2 separate regions of the Rattus norvegicus genome follow, and region 1 is linked to region 2. Evidence: chromatin contacts called from public Hi-C data. All regions are on one chromosome and are shown on one strand. Each heading gives the region's core, a stretch centred on a gene start, on an enhancer-like site or on the middle of the called end of the contact. The rest is flanking DNA. Distances are from core to core; before and after follow the strand shown.

The links. A called contact is a pair of places that touch in the nucleus more often than the background predicts.
Region 1: a Hi-C map of Schwann cells shows a contact between it and region 2, with 6 times the contacts expected there. The contact joins the enhancer-like site here to the promoter of S1pr3 in region 2. A contact is called at or near these places in 3 of 12 Hi-C or Micro-C datasets (the A7r5 cell line, Schwann cells and mammary epithelial cells).

The regions. Positions count from the first base shown.
Region 1 is chr17:14,003,929-14,008,758 of GRCr8, reverse strand. No RefSeq gene overlaps it. Among named protein-coding and RNA genes, the nearest start is that of S1pr3, 60 kb to the right of the region's middle. Within about 2 kb of position 1,733, at least 9 of the 93 cell types and tissues checked have an H3K27ac peak or open chromatin away from gene starts, as enhancers often do. A contact at or near this core is called in Schwann cells, where this site is marked.
Region 2 is chr17:13,944,561-13,949,731 of GRCr8, reverse strand. S1pr3 (sphingosine-1-phosphate receptor 3) reads left to right here and starts at 3,719. Exons shown (of 2, transcript NM_001271143.1): 1 at 3,719-3,893.

The sequences.
Region 1 (4,830 bases), core at 484-2,983, 61 kb before region 2:
TCTTTCCAGGTGACTCTAAGTTATGTCAAATTGACAATTAAAGTTAACCATCAAAATACATGTCCATAGTAAGAACTCCAATGAGCTGTAATTACTATGATAGCCACAGACGACACATTTGACAACGTACAATATCCATTAAGGATAAAACCTCTCACTAGACTAAGCAGAAAACAGTTGTTAGCTTGAAGCTAATATCATGCCCCTTACCTCTCTGTCCTAGCATAGTCCTGAGCAGGTCCATTGTCCAGGGGTGGGGGCAGGGAGAGCCTTTAGTAATTTGGATGAGGAGGCTCTGCCCCAGCCTTCCTGCCCTTCACAGTCAGGTAGCAGATCTTAAAGAAGTGCTCACTCGATATGGATTGCTTCCATAACTACTACTTCTCGTAGTGAAGACATGCGATGCCTCTGCTAGGCAAGTTCTCGTTAGAAATTCTTAGAACTAGGGGAAAGGTTATTTTTGATCATTGAAGAGTGTCAAGTATGAAAAATCAGTAGGTATGATCAACTTAAAATCAAAGTAAAAATGGGCCATTTTCTTTTGCCTCATCTGAAGTTATTCTTTAAATAATAAACCCTATATTTATTGTTGTTGTTGTTGGTGGTGGTGGTGTATGTGTGTGTCTGTGTGTGTGTGTGTGTGTGCACGCACGCACGTGCAATGGTGTATGTGTGCAATGGTGTGTGTATGGAAATGAGAAGAAAACTTTCAAGAGCTGGTTCTGTCCATATGGACTCTAGGAGTCAAACTCCAGTCATCACCAGGTGACATCTCCCAGATTCCCTTTTTGTTCAGGTTATAACTTGTATTGTCAGTCTGTGTCTTAGATGTTGTCCCAAGTATCCCAATAAACACAGGGCATGCCGGTGTTTCTTCCGGGTGCTGGTTTAAGTTTTCCTAAGCACCCTCTGTGTTGGACAGGTCTTAGTAGTCGTCTCTACTTAGAGCAGCTGAAACCTGCATGGTGTTGCATGTCCTTGAGAGCACAATGGTGGGCATGGGCCAGCAGGACTCCTACGTGGGTGGTGAAGCCCAGAGCAAGAGAGCCATTCTGACCCTGAAGTAACCCGTTGAGCAACAGCACTGTCAACAACTGGGGTCATAAGGAGTTGATTCAACACCACACACCTTCTACAAGTTGTGTGTAGACTCCCCTGAGGAGCACCCCATGCTACTCACAGAGGCTCGCCTGGTCCCCAAGGCCAACTGTAAAAGATGACCCAGCTCGTGCTTGAGAGCTTCAACACCCCAGTCATATTCATAGCCATCCATGTGCTGTCCCTGCACGTCTCTGGTTGAACCAGTAGCATCGTGATGGATTCTGGGGGCATGGTCACCCACACTGTGCCAATCTGTGAGGTCTACGTTCTCTTTCATGCCATCGTGGACTTGACTGGTCAGGACCTGACAGGCTACCTCATGAAGATCCTGACTGAGTACAGGACGGAATCCAGGGCTTGCCTGTGAGCTGACTTGATACCAGTTTGATGGAAGGGCAGTAAGGGCACTGAAAACCAAGACCCTTTCCTGCAGAGAGAAACTCTCCTGCACTCCCTACTCAAGCCTCTTGCATAGGATTTGTCCTCACTAAAACGCACAGCAAGGAAGCAATGGTTACTTGCCAACCATGTCCCTAATCCAGAGATGGGGCTCCCGGAACACTCACTGTTCTCTTGGAATACAAGCATGGAATTCCACTTCTGTCTTGCTTTCTATGGCTACCCCCTCTCCTCCACCTCCCCACCAGCCTGCATCTGAGTTCCAGGGCCCCTTCACCCAGGCCCCAGCTGCTCCCAGCCTCTCTGACTTTGATCCAGACGCAGTCATGCTTACGAAAATGGGAATTTCTTCTGTTTTGAATTTGCAGGGAGAGACAAAGAGCTACTTCTCTTTGGATCAGACCCCCTCCCTGCTGACATTTGCATCTGCTTAGAGATACTGGGGCCAGAAATTTCACAACGAAGTAGAAAGGCCAGGGAAATTCCTCCAAGGGCTGTGAACTGGGCATAAATCCTGCTCTGATGGGAAAAAAACTGAATTACTCTCAGCCTCAATTCCTGCCAGCTCCCCCCAGCCACCAGCCATTCCTCCTGTGAGACTGCTTTCATTCAGGTCCTCTCCCCATATGCCAGACTGGAGCAAAGATGTCAGGGGTATGGAAACCGTTGCTGCACGTCTTCTCTCGGTCTCTCATCAGTCACCCTTTCAAATGTCAGCTCCGATTTCGGCTTGCCAACCTTGAGCTAATGTGATGTGACGTTCTCAGGCCTGGAATGTAGTCTCTCAGAGCTGGTTCTGTTCCATAGCCTCTGTATCATCCTGACCCCCCACCCCTCACTACCAATTCTCCCACATCGCCCTTAGCTACTTACAGCTTGGAGGGGGGAGAGAGAGAGAGACAGAGACACAGAGAGAGAGAGACAGAGAGAGACAGAGAGAGACAGAGAGAGGCAGAGAGAGGCAGAGAGAGAGACAGAGACACACAGAGAGAGAGACAGAGAGACAGAGACAGAAAGACAGAGAGAGACAGAGAGAGACAGAGAGAGAGACAGAGAGAGACAGAGAGAGAGACAGAGAGAGACAGAGAGAGAGACAGAGAGAGGCAGAGAGAGAGACAGAGAGAGGCAGAGAGAGAGACAGAGAGACAGAGAGAGACAGAGAGAGACAGAGAGAGGCAGAGAGAGAGACAGAGACAGAGACAGAGAGAAACAGACACAGGGAATACACAGCACAGAGAACCTCAATCTCCATGGTAAATGGGAGAAGGAAAGAGAAGGGAGTGGGGCTGGACAGCAGCTAAGTGGAGAATGGTCTTCTCTATATCTCCAGAGTCACTCTCCTTCTTCACCCTCTCTCGTTTTCTTCTTCACAGCAAACCTTTGCAACTGAGCACCCTGGGATAGTCATGTCCCTTGCTGGGTTCCAGCCAATTGTGGCACTTTTGGTCTTGGGACTCCAAGCCAAGCAGGTCATCACTAAGATGAGACTGCTCCCCACCCCCCAACCCCCAATCCCCGCACTCCCCAGTCTAATTCTGAGTTCTGCTTCTCAGGATCTAAAGTTCCCTTCACAGGCTATGGGCTCCCACACTTGCTCCAAGGGAGTCAAGACTCCACTGTCCTTGCTCTTCCTGGATTTTTCTGTGCCCTAAACTTGCCTAGAGTGTGTCACCAGCGGGAGTATATATGCTTTCTTGACATGGTATTCATGATGTTCAGTTTGAGAGAGAGTGTGTGTGTATGTGTATGAGAGAGACACACACAGAGTGTATGTGTGTCAGAGAGAGACAGAGAGAGGGTGTGTGTGTGTGTGTGTGTGTGAGAGAGAGAGAGAGAGAGAGAGAGAGAGAGAGAGAGAGAGAACGTATGTGTGACCCTGTGTGCCCAAGCGTATGTGTGCAATGTGTGCAGGTCAGAGGGCAACCGCAACCGCAGGTGTTGGTCTTCACCATCTGCCTTGTTTGAGACAGAGTCCCTGGGTCATTTTCACACTGTATACATCAAGCTAGCTGGTGGACAGAGAACAGCAGAGTTAAGCATGAGTGATACAACCAAATCTGTCCTTCTGGGTCTTGTTATGGAGCAGACAACAGAAAGACTCCCCAGACACATTTCCTGCCTGCCTTAATTCGTACACACAGTCCTGCTAGGATATGGTCATCTCCCCCACAACCTTGGAATACTCTTCATATCAACCATGCTGGTGCCACATGATCCTGGCCTGGCTGTGGCGATGAGCAACCTATCGTCTCCCAAGTTTCTCAGGCTGCGACGACAGGAGGATTCCATGTGTGGAAGGATCAGTCTCTTCCTTGGGCAGGAGAAACTAGACAAGGAGACTGAGGAAAGAAGGGAGGGAGGGGGAGGGAGGGAGAAGGGGAGCTAACGTCTTCCTGGGTATGTAGGCGACTGTGATTAGTCACTGGCGGCTGTGACAAAATATCTGTTAGAGCTTAAGGAGGAAAGGGTCTACTTTGACTCACCATTTGAGGCCACGGTGGTCCATCACGGTGGACGACGCATGGCACAGGAGCAGGAGGCAGCTGACAGGTTCTTCCTACAACAATTGATAATCAAGACAGCCCAGGGGAACCCACAGGCTGATCTGGTCTGGATGATTCCTCAGGAAGACTCCTCTCGGGAGATCCCAGGTTGTGTCAGTTGGCAGTTAAAACTAGCCAGTATGTGCACACACACGCACATAGGGTTTAAACTCTGACATTTTGGTATATATATAAATTAATTCATGGTGATTAAATCAAGCTGAGTGACACAATCACCACCTCACCTCCCTGGCATTTTTGTGATGAGTCACTTGTAGTTTTTTTGAAGTGCACAGTACATTTGTTTTGTAGACATCAAAATATGTCCCTCCTACCAACGCTGTGCTCTTGGTTCAGCCGGACCCCATTTCCTTCCTGCTTGGATACTTCAATGGCAGTAACACTGGAGATCACGTGACATTTGTCATCTCTGTCTGTCACATTTCACGGAGCACAAAGTTCTCCAGCTTCATGCAGGCTGACAGAAATAATACATCCCATTCTTCTAAAGGCTGGGTAGGATTCCATTTCACCTATGTACACCACACTGTCTTTATCCACTCAGAAACTGGTACGAACTTGAGTTAACCCCGTAAGTTGGAGTGCTTACGTCTCTCCCGATTCTGACTTTGGTGTCTCTGGATTCATTCCTACATGTGGGATTACTGGTCCACATAGCCGCTATGTTTTAGCTTTTGAGTAATCTTCATACAGTTTTCCATGATGGCTGTAGCTGACTATCCCTGACTCTGTTCCCTAATTCCTAGCCGTGTCCCTTCTTGTCCTC
Region 2 (5,171 bases), core at 2,470-4,969:
GCTACAAGAAAAAAAACCACTTAAAATAGATCTAGCCTATGATTCAACTGTCCTACTTCTGGGACTATAGCAAAGATATCCTTGCCTGGCTTCATGCACTGTAGCAAAGACTGTCAGCTCAGATGCCCCATCGCAGGAGAAAGCTTTGACTGTAGCCTTCCTTTCTCTTTTCTCTGCTTCTCCAGTGCTGGGATTGCAGGAGTGCACCACCATATTCAGTTTCTACCCTGCTGGAAATGGGACCCAGGACGCTAGGCAAGCACTCCACCAATCGAGCCACATGCCCAGCTCTGCCTTGTCAGCTGCAGGCTGACTGGGTGCTGGAGGGGATGCACACCGCACAGCAGAGGACCCAGGAAAGTTCCATCATATCCCCCAGTCAAAATCCAAGTCTGGACGGCTCTGCCCGCACACAGCTGTGAGCTGTCATTGTCGGATAAAGACCTCAAGTCTGGGTTTCTCTACTGTGAGGTGAATGCATGTGCATTTAAAACAACTCAATTATAAGACAAGGAGCGGAATGAGAAGGCAGCTGTCCACACCAGCGCTAGTCTCATACCCCGACATAACCACACTTATCATAAATACCACATCATAAACACACATCACACACCATACCACACACTACACCCATATCACACATAAACACAAACACATACATCGAGCTACACACACATACTCACACATCACTACAGATACACTGCACAAACATGTACATTACACACCCACACATCACAAATATACACACACAAGACCATACAAACACACTGTGCAAATTCACACACACACACACACACACACACACACACTCACACACTACTCATTACAGATACACTGCACGCACATCCACATCTCATGCGAGAGTTCTCATAGCACATACACCACACAGACAATGTCTATGAGTTTATGTCTTTGAACGCTGTCAACTTCTTCCTAAAATACAAACTGTGAGGAGAACAGTTCCTGGAACTCCTGGCTGACCTCAAAGATGATGACGGGACAGAGTAGGAGTGTGGTGACGGACAAGCCCCTGTAGTCACTTGGCATTGGCTGGTGGCTGCCATGGGATGAACTCCCCCAGGAAGGCTGTGGCAGTGAGTCAAAGGAACGCCGTGAGTCCCAATAAGGCTGTGGGGCACACAGGGCCATCTTCCATTCTGCAAGCTCAGGGCTAGGTTCAAATACAAAGCGTCTCTCCCCAAATCCGTGTGGTGCAAGCCAGCAGAGAGGAAGTGGCTTGAGGTTGTCTGTCAAGTTGCAGAGTGACCACAAGACCCAAGTCCCCAATATTGTTTCAAGACAGTTCCTTTCTACCATGGTGCCTATCTCTAATAAAGGTCAGCTTTTTCTCTGAGACAGGATACCCAGTGTCAGGGTGCTTCAGAAACACAACCCAATAGGATCTAAACATGTATGAACACGCATGGAGCACAAACACACTTGCCAGGAGGGACTGATTCATGCATGGAGGCAATAAATCAAAAACCCTACGGACTTAATGCCCCAGTCAAGTAGGAAGCCATATGCACTGTTTGGAGAAGTCAAAGACTGCCAGCCTGGGAGGACTCTCTACTGGGATTGGCCCTTAGCCTCCACAACGGTCTATTCATGCCCATGGGGATTGGACAAAACCTTCCCACACTGACCAGCCATATACTGCAGCAGACAGATGTTCATCTCACCCAAACATTCTCACAAGAACGATGTTCAGAAAGTACCTAAGTGCCCCAAGCTCAGTCTAGAGGACAAAGCACAGTCAGACACCTGCTAACATCTCCGTGGAAAACTGCCTCTTGGCTTCCAGCCAGCGCTGTGTGCTCGACCGGCCCGCTAGCTCTCATATTTTCACCTTCTGACACACATGTCCAACTCTGTCTTTTCAGGGAGGGTTGCAAGAACGTGGATTCCCTCACTCTGTCGTTCCTGCTGAGGTTACAAACTGGTTTTTCTCTCGTCAGCCAGCAGTACACAAGGGAAGATGCATTCAGAGAAATCTGCCCGGAGTGGGTTCTATGGGCCTAGAGACCCAGTGTGAGAGCCTGAGTGTCTGAGCTTTAAAGTCCAGATACAGAACAGCAGAAGGGGTAAGGTTTCTAGCATGGTCCACAGAGGAAAGGTCTCCATCAGGGCAGACAGGGGAGGGGCCTCCATCAGAATAGACATCACAGCAAGGCAGGGGCTTCATCAGAGAGAAAGAGGCCTGGACTCAGAAGATGGCTGCTTCTGGCTAGGAAACTTTGAGAGAAAAGAAGCCTCGTTAGCCTCAGGGATGCTGCAGGTGGAATCACTCTTGAGAAAGACTGCCGGTAGCAGTAAGAGCCTGGTACCTCTCAGGCTGTGGGAGAGCGCTGTCTGAGGCTGGAGGAACTGTCATAGAGACTCAGGGTCACCCTGTTCTATCTGGAGGACGGTTTACCTGGGAAAAGGAGATACAGATGCTATTAAAACACACCTCTACCTGCCCGGGAAGGGACGGTGACACAGTGGGAAACAGCTAGAGCACTGGGCCTTTTTGTGGGGTTAGACGCAGTGACTAAGAAGACTGTGCTGTTACCCTGACCTCAGGAAGTGTCTGCAGAGACAGCTACAGAAACATCTTCAACTGTGGCCACCTCTCCCTCCTTTAACTGGATGTCGCAGGAGTCAGGAGGCATGGTCATTCTCCTTGCACTCAGGGAGAGAACTTTTTCCAGCTGTGTCCGAGACACTAGGCAAATTTGGAAGGCTAGGCAAGTAGGACCAGAGCTCAGGGGAGTCGTGCAGCTGAGGCAGCTGGAGCCCTGCAGCCCGGCTTGTGACCCAGAGGGCTTGGGCTTCTCACAGGGCAACAGAGAAGGCCAAAAGTCCCAAGATGAACCCCAAGAACGCGGCAAATTCATCTTCTGTAGGCAACAAAGCACTTGAGAAGAGGTAACAGGGGCCAGGACCCTGCCTGCTCAGGAATTTAGCCATGCTCTGCTTCCTCTCTCCTCTCCTTCCCCAAGCTGGTCTGGAGGTCTTTTGCATTTCCTTTGTAACGGACAATCGTGCATGTGGTTCCCCCTAAAGATTCTCATTTCTCCCCACATAGCTGGTGAGGCTTGCCCAGAGCGCGGGAGTAGACCGGGGTGTGGTTAACTAAGGTAAGCAAGACACAGGAGTCAGGACCTGAAATACACAAGAGGCTGGGGTCCCAGCCTTGCAGTTCAGAAAGGAATGGGGGCAGGGTAGGAGTCCGGAGGGGCAGGGGGCTTAGCTTACCAGCTCAGGCTGGTAGTCAGTTAATTTCAGGTTAAAGATAGTTAACACAGTCATCTCGAAGGGAGAACAGTATTAGTAAGAATCCTCTCAAATCCTTCTGGCCACCTAGGTCTACCCAAGTCCAGCTCTGTACCCGGTTCGGTATCTGCGACTGCTGGGTCCTGGAGCAGGTTTTGGGGCGGGAGGGGGGGCGGTGATTGGTGGAGGAATAGAGGCAGAGGGAATCCAGAGGGTTGAAGAGTCCAGCCAGGGTCCGCGGGTCTGGACAGCGCGGATGCAGCGGACTGGCAGAAAGACTGGGCGGGGACCTGGCCGGAGGCAGGACGTGGCTGGGAACCACGGTACGTAAATGGGAACCAGCCCGCAGAAGCTCTGAAGCTTGGGTTAGGGGCGGCAGGAGGCGGGTGACTCTGGGCCCCGCCCCGGAGGGCTGTGGCAAAAGTTTGCCTTCGGATCCTCTGGGGCAGAATCTGGGCGAGCAAGTTCAGGGGCAGGCGACAAGGTCCGGGTGCTGAGCGAGGCGGCTGGACAAGCTTAGCCAGAGAGAAACCTGAGGCCACGAGCGACCTCCGGAGGAGCCCCTAAACTGGAGCCTTAGCTGAGACTTAGCGGTGGCAGCATGCAACCAGCCCAGATGAGCCTTGCAGAACGAGGTGAGCGGCGAAATCGGATCGGGGCTACACAATCCAGAGTCGCGGGTTGAGGGAGCGGCTCCGGGTCCACCCGAACTACTTTTTGGATAAAATTTTAACCAAATCCAGGCACCACAGTGATTTGAGCTCGCGAGTGTCTCGCTTTGGCCACCCGCTCCCGTTCTCCGGGCCATTCATAACCCGGAGAGCAGGACCTAGTCATCAGTTGGAGCTGGTGAAGAGGTATAGGGTTCTTTTAGATAGCAACCGGGGCTTTTAAAATGTGTTTGTAAACCCTGAGCGGGAGTGCGCAAGCTCTCCAGGGAAAGATCCTTGTTTTACTTGGCTAATTAAGAAGTTAGACACCCTCACGAGAAGAAAACCCGGGCATTGGGAATGGCTGTGGTTTTTCCCTCTGGGAGAAAGCAAAAGCATTCTTTTCAGTTGTATGAGCTACAAAACTCCAGTTTCCTTAGCACTTCTAGAGCAGGCAATTCGGGGAGCGTCAGGCCTAGAACTAGACGACAAGGTACCTGCAAAGCAATAATGAGGCTCCCAGGGAAAATTGGTATGTCATACATTCTTGAATGAGATAGAAGAAAAGGGAGGGTGGCCATTAACCATGTGCCTGTACACGGTCTCTGTGTCCCTGTCTCTCTGGACTTGAACAATCCCGATGCCATATTCCTAAGACTTAATGTAAGAGGGTTTTTCATGTCAGCTGTTTAAAAGGAAATACTTTGCTTTGAACACCACTGTTAAGGTATGTGTAACATTCTGAGTCCAGGGGAAGGAGGGGAGGGGGTCTCCTCTCCTCTATGGCACATACCTCCTCCAAGCCTCCAGAGTCACTCATTCTAAAATCTGCTGTCACAAGTCTCTGGTATTGCATATCACGTCCTACAAACATTTATCTATTCCAAGTTCCATCCGTCATAGATGAAAACCAGGCAGATAGAGTCAAGTGAACATAATTCCTCAAAAGTGGACCAAAGGGTCACATACTGCAGGTAAATGCCTGGCAAGTTGTGGCTGTGGTCAGGGATGTTTGGTTGAGGTAGTGGTGGTGGTGGTGGTGGTGGTGGTGGTGGGGTGTGTGCGTGTGTGTGAGCATATGAGCGTGCGTGCACGAGGGCTCTGTTTAGGTAGCTGTGGAGGAATCTAGATCTATAAACCTCTTAAGGGCTACAGAGCTCAGTGCTGGGGCGAGTATTGTGTTGCCATAGAACCCCCACATCGGCTCTTCCCATCTGCAGATGGGCAGATGCTCACATCCGGTCAGTGTCAGGCTGTCTACAT